Linked DNA regions of Sus scrofa: all the other regions are linked to region 3. The links are chromatin contacts, called in public HiChIP or PLAC-seq maps. All regions are on one chromosome and are shown on one strand. The core of a region is the stretch at or near the end of the contact, and the rest is flanking DNA. Distances in the headings are between cores, read along the strand shown. Region 1 has its middle 46 kb from the start of KLF9. Region 2 overlaps LOC110255683 (a long non-coding RNA gene). Region 3 holds the start of KLF9 (Kruppel like factor 9).

Evidence for each region. HiChIP or PLAC-seq counts read pairs in DNA pulled down with a chosen protein or histone mark.
Region 1: an H3K27ac HiChIP or PLAC-seq map of alveolar macrophages shows a contact between it and region 3. The contact joins the enhancer-like site here to the promoter of KLF9 in region 3. A contact is called at or near these places in 1 of 5 promoter capture datasets (liver), 6 of 47 Hi-C or Micro-C datasets (epiblast stem cells, liver, retroperitoneal adipose tissue and 2 more) and 2 of 2 datasets of contacts at active chromatin or transcription factors (alveolar macrophages and skeletal muscle).
Region 2: an H3K27ac HiChIP or PLAC-seq map of skeletal muscle shows a contact between it and region 3, with 3 times the contacts expected there. The contact joins the enhancer-like site here to the promoter of KLF9 in region 3. A contact is called at or near these places in 1 of 5 promoter capture datasets (liver), 18 of 47 Hi-C or Micro-C datasets (adipose tissue, alveolar macrophages, brain and 9 more) and 2 of 2 datasets of contacts at active chromatin or transcription factors (alveolar macrophages and skeletal muscle).

Annotation. Positions count from the first base shown.
Region 1 is chr1:223,700,689-223,703,388 of Sscrofa11.1, forward strand. No RefSeq gene overlaps it. Among named protein-coding and RNA genes, the nearest start is that of KLF9, 46 kb to the right of the region's middle. Within about 2 kb of position 1,348, at least 13 of the 83 cell types and tissues checked have an H3K27ac peak or open chromatin away from gene starts, as enhancers often do. A contact at or near this core is called in alveolar macrophages, liver, retroperitoneal adipose tissue and 1 more, where this site is marked.
Region 2 is chr1:223,792,912-223,795,611 of Sscrofa11.1, forward strand. All of the region lies in intron 2 of LOC110255683 (a long non-coding RNA gene), which reads right to left. Among named protein-coding and RNA genes, the nearest start is that of KLF9, 47 kb to the left of the region's middle. Within about 2 kb of position 1,405, at least 45 of the 83 cell types and tissues checked have an H3K27ac peak or open chromatin away from gene starts, as enhancers often do. A contact at or near this core is called in adipose tissue, alveolar macrophages, brain and 6 more, where this site is marked.
Region 3 is chr1:223,746,286-223,748,985 of Sscrofa11.1, forward strand. It overlaps KLF9 (Kruppel like factor 9), which reads right to left and starts at 1,376. Exons shown (of 3, transcript NM_001011504.1): 1 at 1,353-1,376; 2 at 873-1,350. The coding sequence starts at 1,376.

The sequences.
Region 1 (2,700 bases), core at 98-2,597, 46 kb before region 3:
ATGGATAAACAAGGTATGGTATATCCATGCAATGGAATATTATATGGATAGAGATCAAAATAATTATACTGAGCAAGGGAGACAGACCCCCCCTCCCCAAAATAAATAGAACTATATTCTTTTATTTATACAAAATTCTTAAAAATATAAACCAATTTATAGCGTCAGAAAACAATCAGTGGTTGCCTGGGTAGGTGGCAGAGGTGAGTAGAAAGGAATGAGATGGAGCAATTATAAAGGGGCACGAGAAAATTTTGAGGCTGCTGGTAGATAAGTTCATTACCTTGATTGTGATTGTTTTCATGAGGGGTATACACATGTCAAAATAAACTGTGCACTTTAAATATATGCAGTTTCTTGTATGTCAGTCATATCTCACCAAAGCTGTTAAAAACATTAAAACCATTGATTTGATAAGATATTGAGAACTTAAAAAAAAAATCAACCTGACCATCCCTATTAACAGAGAAAAAGAGACTTTGATAATTAATAAAGAGATTCTCATTCCAGAGCAAATCATACCATGAAGGCTATTTCTTGCAAAGTTTTGCTTACCTGTTTGTTGGGTTTTTTTTTTTTTTTTTTTTTTGCCTTATCTATTGTTTTTTTCTGTTTGTTTTGTGGGTTTTTTTTTTTGTTTGTTTTTTAGGGCTGTAGGAGCGCTGTATGGAAGTTCCCAGGCTGGGAGTCCAATCAGAGCCACAGCCACACCAGATTTGAGTAGGGTCTGCAACCTATACCACAACTCATAGCAACGCCAGATCTTAACACGCTGAGCAGGGCCAGGGATCAAAACTGCGTCCTCATGGATACTATTCAGATTTGCTTCTGCTGAGTCACAATGGGAACTCCATGCCTTATCTATTGTTGATACCAGTTCCTGGGGGGTCTCCATAAGAGGGTTTTGATATAGAATAAGCAAAAATCAATGTCTAAAAGCCATCTAGAAGACATCCTCTCATTTAAAATTAAAAATGATCTATTTATCATCATTACAGAGGGAGGAGAAGAATTTCTTTACTGATGATTATAACCCATACTTGTTATTAAGCGTGGAATTAAAGCAGTCTCAGCTAAACTTGGAGTTGGGACAAGCCTGTAGGGGGAGCTCTCATGGGCTCTACGCATTATCACTTACTCCAGACAGTAAGTAACCTATGCATACATCTGGGACAGGAAAGTGAAAGTGTTGCCTACATTACTATTAGGCAGGAAGAAGAGAACGCTGCCCCATGACAGTCCAGCCAATCAGAAACTGTAGCAGCCTAATCAATGAGAAGCCTTCAGACTTTGGACTCTCAGCTTCCTCCAAGGGATTTTTTATTTACTAGAGCCCCTTCCACCCCTCCTCTTTTTCCTATAAAAAGCAAGTTCCCCTTCCTTGCTTCCGGATTCACTTACGGTCCCCCATGCCTCATATATTCTAAATTACAATTCCTCTGGCTCTCCTGGAATAAACCTGCTTTTGCTGGTAAAATAACTATCATATTATTAAAATGGACAGAATTTATAGCCAAAGTCTAGTCTTAAAAATCATTACTGAGTATATAAACAAGAAGAGTAGAATGTTCAGCTTAGTGAATTGATTTCCTTTGGGTCTTACAAGGGTATTAGGTCTATTCCTTCTTTTATATTCTAATGTGGAAATATAAAACTACTTTATATAAAACCTGGATTCATTTTGCAAAAATAAATAGGATGTCTTTGGAACCCATAGAGATCAGGTGGAAAGACTGTTCATTATCTGCCCTCCTGCCTCAGCTGTAGCTTCCAAATGGAAGAAACATCTTTACAGAGAGGTGTGTTACCATGAAGTGCAGTTCTCTGTTGGATTGGGGTCTAAGGAAAACATAGGCGAAAGAGGGCTGGGATATGTCTCAGAGAGCATCACCTAAAGCAGATGAACCAGAGGACAGGACACAAAAGCTTGTTCTCTTGCTTGGACTTTGCTTTTTGACTGTTCTTCAGCATATTCTGGAATTGTGGTACAAAATTACTTGTCATCTGGTGATAACTCTCATCACATTGTTTGTGCTGCTCAGTTCCAAACATTGTGGCTCTTCAGAAACTAAATGTTGAGGAATTTACATCAAGAACACTGAAGCAACCTGTGAGATGTATGGAATATTAAAAACTGTTAAAATATGGGATTGTGGAACCTTCCTACACTACTGGTGGGAATGCAAATTGGTAAAACCACTATAGAAAACAGTATTATATTCCTGAAAACTAAATATAGAACTACCATATGATCTAGCAATCCCACCCCTGGGCATATAGCTGGACAAAAGTTTCTTTCAAAAAGATATATGCATCCCTATGGTCGCTGCAGCACTATTCACAATAGCCAAGACAGGGAAACAACCTAAATGTCCATCAATAGATGAATGGATTAAGAAGATGTGGTACATATACACAATGGAAGACTACTCAGCCATAAAAAGAACAAAATAATGCCATTTGTAGCAACATGCTTGCAACCAGAGATTCTCATTACTATGTGAAGTAAGTCAGAAAGAGAAAGACAAATACCATATGATTTCACTTATATGTAGAATCTAAAATGTGGCATAGGTGAACTTGTCTACAAAACAGAAACAGACTCACCAACGTGGAGAGCAGACCTGTAGTTGCCAAGGGGGAGAGGGAGGGAGTGGGATGGACTGGGATTTGGGGGTTAGTAGATGGAAACTATTGCAT
Region 2 (2,700 bases), core at 155-2,654, 47 kb after region 3:
CTGGACAGGTGCGGGAAGCTGCTTGAGGAGGGGTCTTTTGTTGGCCCAGTGTCTGTCACAGTGCCTCACACAGAGCACAGTTCTGGGGGCAGGTGCTCAGCAGACATCCAGTAAATCAATGAATTGTAAACGACATGGGCAAGAACACTTTTCAGAGGACATACTGGTAGAAGTTCTTAACCTACTTCAGTTAACAGCTTTCTCTGAACAGTACTTACATTAACTATAACAATGGTTACTATTTATTAAATGTCTACTCTCTGCCAAGAAAAGGCATATATTATTTCCTTACATTCCACAAAGTCAAGAGTTCTACAAAACAGGGATTTCTCTCCCCAGTTAATAGCTGAGGGAGGGCACAGCTGAGAAGACTCTTGGGCTCCAAGTCTGAGAATCTCACCTGAGCCCATACAGACAGTAAGCCAGGGTTCCAAGCCCTTCACAAGCACAGAAGCCCCTGCTTTTCCACATGCCATTTCTCCACGCCGCCCCTCACCCTGCCCTGGTCTCGGAGTCCTGTCTTGCAGCCCCTGTAAGAAAGGGTGACTTTAAAGGAGGCAGAGGATGGCAATTCCATTCCCCTGATGCAGGGCAGCTATGCATTCTTGTTTCTTCCTCTAGCAAACAGGCTTGAATTCAGCATAGAAGGAATGCTGGGTGAGTAGCCCCATTCCAGATATCTGTGTTGCCACACTTAGGAACTCCCATCCACGGGCAGGGCGGTCCAGTACCTTAGTCCCTCAACCCTCCTGGAGAACCCCCTCGCCTCTCCCTCCCACTTTCCACTGGTGATGCCCACACACAGCTCCGCTTTTCTTCCTCCACTGACTGGCTTCAAGGCCAGGTTTTCACTCCCTAGGAAAACCTTGCTACAGGTATTATTCTATGGACAGTTCCTGGCACCAAATATGTACTCACTAAATATTTACTGAATTACATTCTAAATTCTAGACAAAAGAAGGCGGCCAGGGAGCCAGAATAAAACTGAAAAACTGAGGAGGTGGGGGAGGGGGCATGCCTCTTTCCTTTCCTGTCTCCCTGCCCCCAGTAGGGAAGCAGCAGCGTTATTTAGTGTTAATGCTGTCATTTGATTACAGTAATATCCAAACAGATTGAAAAGCTCCAATGAATGCCAGAGTAGAAGTGCACACACAGGGGGCTGTTTCCTTGGAAATATTTCAGCTGTAATTACTCCCCAAGGAGAAATATCCAAACAACTTCCTTGACCCTCTGGGAAAGAGAAGTAACAATTGGACAGAAAGTCATTTCTGTGGCCTGTGTCTCCAGCGGGTGGGGGGTGGGGGCGCATGCGCGTGGGGCTGCACCTTCCACGTGTCCTGTCCACAGGGCGCCTTTGACAGCCGGTCTATTCAAACGCTGGGGCCGTGGGCTGGCGGAGCGGTGCCTGCCGCCGCAGTGGCTGAGATCATGCTGTTGATTTTGTTTTACAGAGAGCAGCCCAGCCTGTTGTGCAGAGTACAGAATGTTCTCTTCTGTGAACTGAGCTTGAACTTTTCCAACCCACTTTGTTTGAGGAACCATACAGACACGGAGGGGGAAAAACAGGGAAGATAACCCCCAAATTGTTGAAATCGTTGTGTTCTCTCTGATTTGGGCCCTGATCATTTGCTTTTCACATCTTGAAATTAAAAATCCCAAGCATTACAGTTCTTGGAAGAACAAAAAGCCTGTGATGTCCTTTCTCTGAGTCAGCACTCAGGCTTGCACTTTGGAAATGAACAAGTCTGTCACCATCTCTCCTAGATTTCTTTCTTTCTTCCTTTCTTGTTCCCTCGTAGGCATTCAAGGGACTATGACAACAAAAGATACTTTCCTATAAGGAAAAGGAAGGCCTCCAGGGCCTGTGACTTCTTTCAGGTGTTCAGGCTCTCAAGAGATGTTACAGGGGTTCCCCAATTTACTATATGGCCTGAGAGAATAGATAGTAAGGGTTTTGGGTCCTTTGCCTCCACGTAAATTACCAACTCAAGAGGTGTAACCAATGCTTGGTAAGATGATCTGAAATTTCTCTTTGAAGACAATCTTTGCCTAGTTTTAGGGCTGAGTCTCCAATTTAGAGGCACACTGATAAATAGTTTAGGGTATGCTTGGAGGATCTGAGGGTAAGACCTCTATCAGATAGGCAACAGTAGATTTCAACCTATTACTACTTTCTTTTTTTCTCTTTTTAGGGTCCTACCCAAGGCATATGGAAGTTCCCAGGCAAGGGGTCAAATTGGAGTTACAGCTGCTGGCCTACACCACAGCCACAGCAACACCAGATCCATCCGAGTTGCGTCTGCAACCTACGCTGCAACTCACGGCAATGCTGGATCCTTAACCCAACTGAGCTGGGGGCGAGGGATCAAACCTGTGACCTCATGGGTACTAGTTGGGTTCATTTCTGCTGAGCCACAGTGGGAACTCCATCAACTTATTATTACTTTTAATAGCAGTGGATTCTTTTTTTCTTTTTTTGTCTTTTGTCTTTTTAGGACCGCACCTGAGGCATATGGAGGTTCCCAGGCTAGGGGTCAAATAGGAGCTGTAGCTGCCGGCCTATACCACAGCCACTGCAAAGCCAGATCCAAGCTGTGTCTGTGACCTACAACACAGCAATGCCAGACTGATGACCCACTGAGCAAGGCCAGGGATCGAACCCGCATCCTCATGGATACTAGTCAGATTCGTTTCTGCTGA
Region 3 (2,700 bases), core at 126-2,625:
CCTGTAAGTCTCTAAAGCTCATTTTATACTGCGGATGTCTCAGCCACATGCCTCTGGTCAGCCCTGCCTTCGCTTTCCCTGGGAAATAACCTTCCTTGGGGCCTCCAGAACATCCCAACCTTCATTATCAGCCTTGACCTCGGCAAGGACCACACCTCCTTGCTAAGGGCCGCCCGGTGCGACCTAAATCACGTGGAGAAAAATCCTCTCTGAATCTCTCATTTAAAAGGCTAACTAGTCGTGAAGTTAACAAACCATCACTTGATCAAACTCATCTGCTGCCTGAAGCAGTATTATTTTAAAGCTCTCTGGGGATTCTTGGCCAAATTTAAAAGCACCTTGGCAAGGCCTGAAAAGTAGCAAGCATACAGCTAAACCAGCGAACCCTTAGTCATTCCTAAAAGGTTCCCTGTAAAGTGCGCCGCTTCTCCCCAGGTTTGGCCACTTCGCTGCAATCCCACAAGAGAATAAAATAAAAGATAACACAGTGGTTTGACTGTGTCCCTCAACCCCCGTCAGCGTCTGCCCAGGTGGGGTGGCCCCACTGCCGCCGGTGCTGGAGTCCGGCGGGGGGCGGGGCGGGACAGGGAGGGGAGGCACCACTCCCCGCGTGGCCACGCACGGGGGCTGGCGCTCAGCACTCACTCCGCCCCGCCAGGTTAATGCTCTCCATGGCTTCTAGAGGCTGGGGACGATTAAGAAGAGAGTGAGCTTTCTGTCTCTACACAGTTCAATTTTTTTAAGAGTTAAACAGCATCTTATCCAAAATTTTTGCACCCTTTCGGCCAAGTGCGTTGTTAACTCCCAGAAAGGCTGCCCGGCCAAAGGTTAACTAACCCCAGAGCTTGCGGGAAGAAGGAGACGCCGCTAACCTGTATGCACTCTGTAATGGGCTTTGAGATGGGAGGATTTTCCATAGACTTTCCCACAGCCACTGTAGGGGCACTTGTGCCTCTTTTCGGAGGCGTGTTTCCCCTTCGCAGCCACTCCAGGGTGGAGGAGGGAGAGCGGGCTGGGCGCGCTGCCAGGATCCTGTCTCTCCTCCGGGCTGTGGGAAGGACTCGACCCAGATTCGGTGGTCACGTCGCTGTCGGATCCCATATCCTCATCAGGACTCTCCAGGCTGTCGCTGCACACCGAAGGGGTCTGGATGGGTCGGTACTTGTTCAGGTCCAACAAGCTCTTGGCGATGGTGACCAGCGTGCAATAATCCTTCCAGGTGTCCCCCGGGTCACCGTGCTCCTTGGTCACCTCACGCTCAGGTAGTCGCAGCCGCTCGGCGTCCGGAGCGCCCCCATGCTCCGGCACCGCAGCGCGGTTCGAAATGGAAACCAGACACTGGGCAGCCACAAGTCCATGTAGGCGGCCGCAGACATGGTGCGGGCGACAGCAGCCCCAGCGACGCGGCCAAACTTGGTGGTGGCTGCAGAGGTTCGGCTCGCTGTGCCCTGGCCTCGGACGATGAGCGCGGCGCTGCGCGGTGGCCAAGGGGGCGGGGGCGCGGGGCGCTTCCGACTCGCAGGAGCGCCGAGGCGACCTCAGCCCCTCATCTTTACGTAACCGGCAGCGCCTCCGCACGCAGCATCCACGGCCCCGGGCTTCGCTGCGCCGCCGCTTCTCGCCGCCGATGGTGCCCCACGCCGGGCGCTATACCCCCGACGGGCGCGCCGGCCGCTCCGAGCCGGCTCCCTTGGAAAGGTGCCACACGTGGCGGTCGCAAGTTTATTCGACCAAAAACGCCCCCGAGGCGCTGAGAGAGGAAACTGCAAGAGAGGTACACGCCCTCAGCCGCCTCTCCGTCGAGCCAAAGCCCCAGGACATTCACCCGACCACCTGGATGCGGGTGGCAACGGCCGGACCTAGCGCCAGGTCTAAGAGACACTTTTCCCCCAGTCCACTGACGGCTTCTGAGACCCTGCTCTTGCCGGTCCGCACCGTTCCGGCATTCTCTCGCTCAGTAACAATTTCGCAGAATCCCATCACGTCACAATCCAAACCCCCTCCAATTGGCCAGTGGGGAGGGTGATTCAACTCTGTTTACTTTCTCCCCCTGCCAGTCAGAACGGCCTTTCGGTGGAGAGGTGCGTCTAGAACTGAGACATGCGGCCAATCCGACTGTTCCGTTTCGATGCCTCGTGCTACCCCTACAGCCTCGAACGCTGACATTTAAAAGGGTAACAGCCGAGAGGTTGCAAAAAAGCAGTCGCGCATCTTCTGGAGTGCTTCTCAACCCCTTAGCTGGTCCAGACCTCCTGGCTCACAATCCAGCTTTCGGAGCTGTGGGACACACCTTCCCTACTCAGTTGCGCTTGTTCTTAATGACAAAAGAGAACTTCAGTTTGTTTTCCAGCTCTCAAAGAGTTAAGTGACTTCCTGCAAACGCTACAGTCCCAGCAACCAACCTTCCAATCAAAAGTAAGTTGGTTGATGTCACTAACATAGGCTCAGCCAATCAGAAGGGCGTTTTGAAGGCAAGCGCTCCACTCTTGTAAACGCGAAGAGCTGTAGTGAAACTGAACATATCCTTGTACTTTGTGTTGTTAGTAGTAAAACTGAGATATGTATGGGAAAGCATGGGTGATGAATAAGTGCATCGTGAGTTTATAATTAAAAAAAACAACTAAATATGTCAGGCCAAGTTGCTCAAGAATAAACACAAATGAGAAAACCTCAATCTGGTTTTGTTTTGTTTTGTTTTTC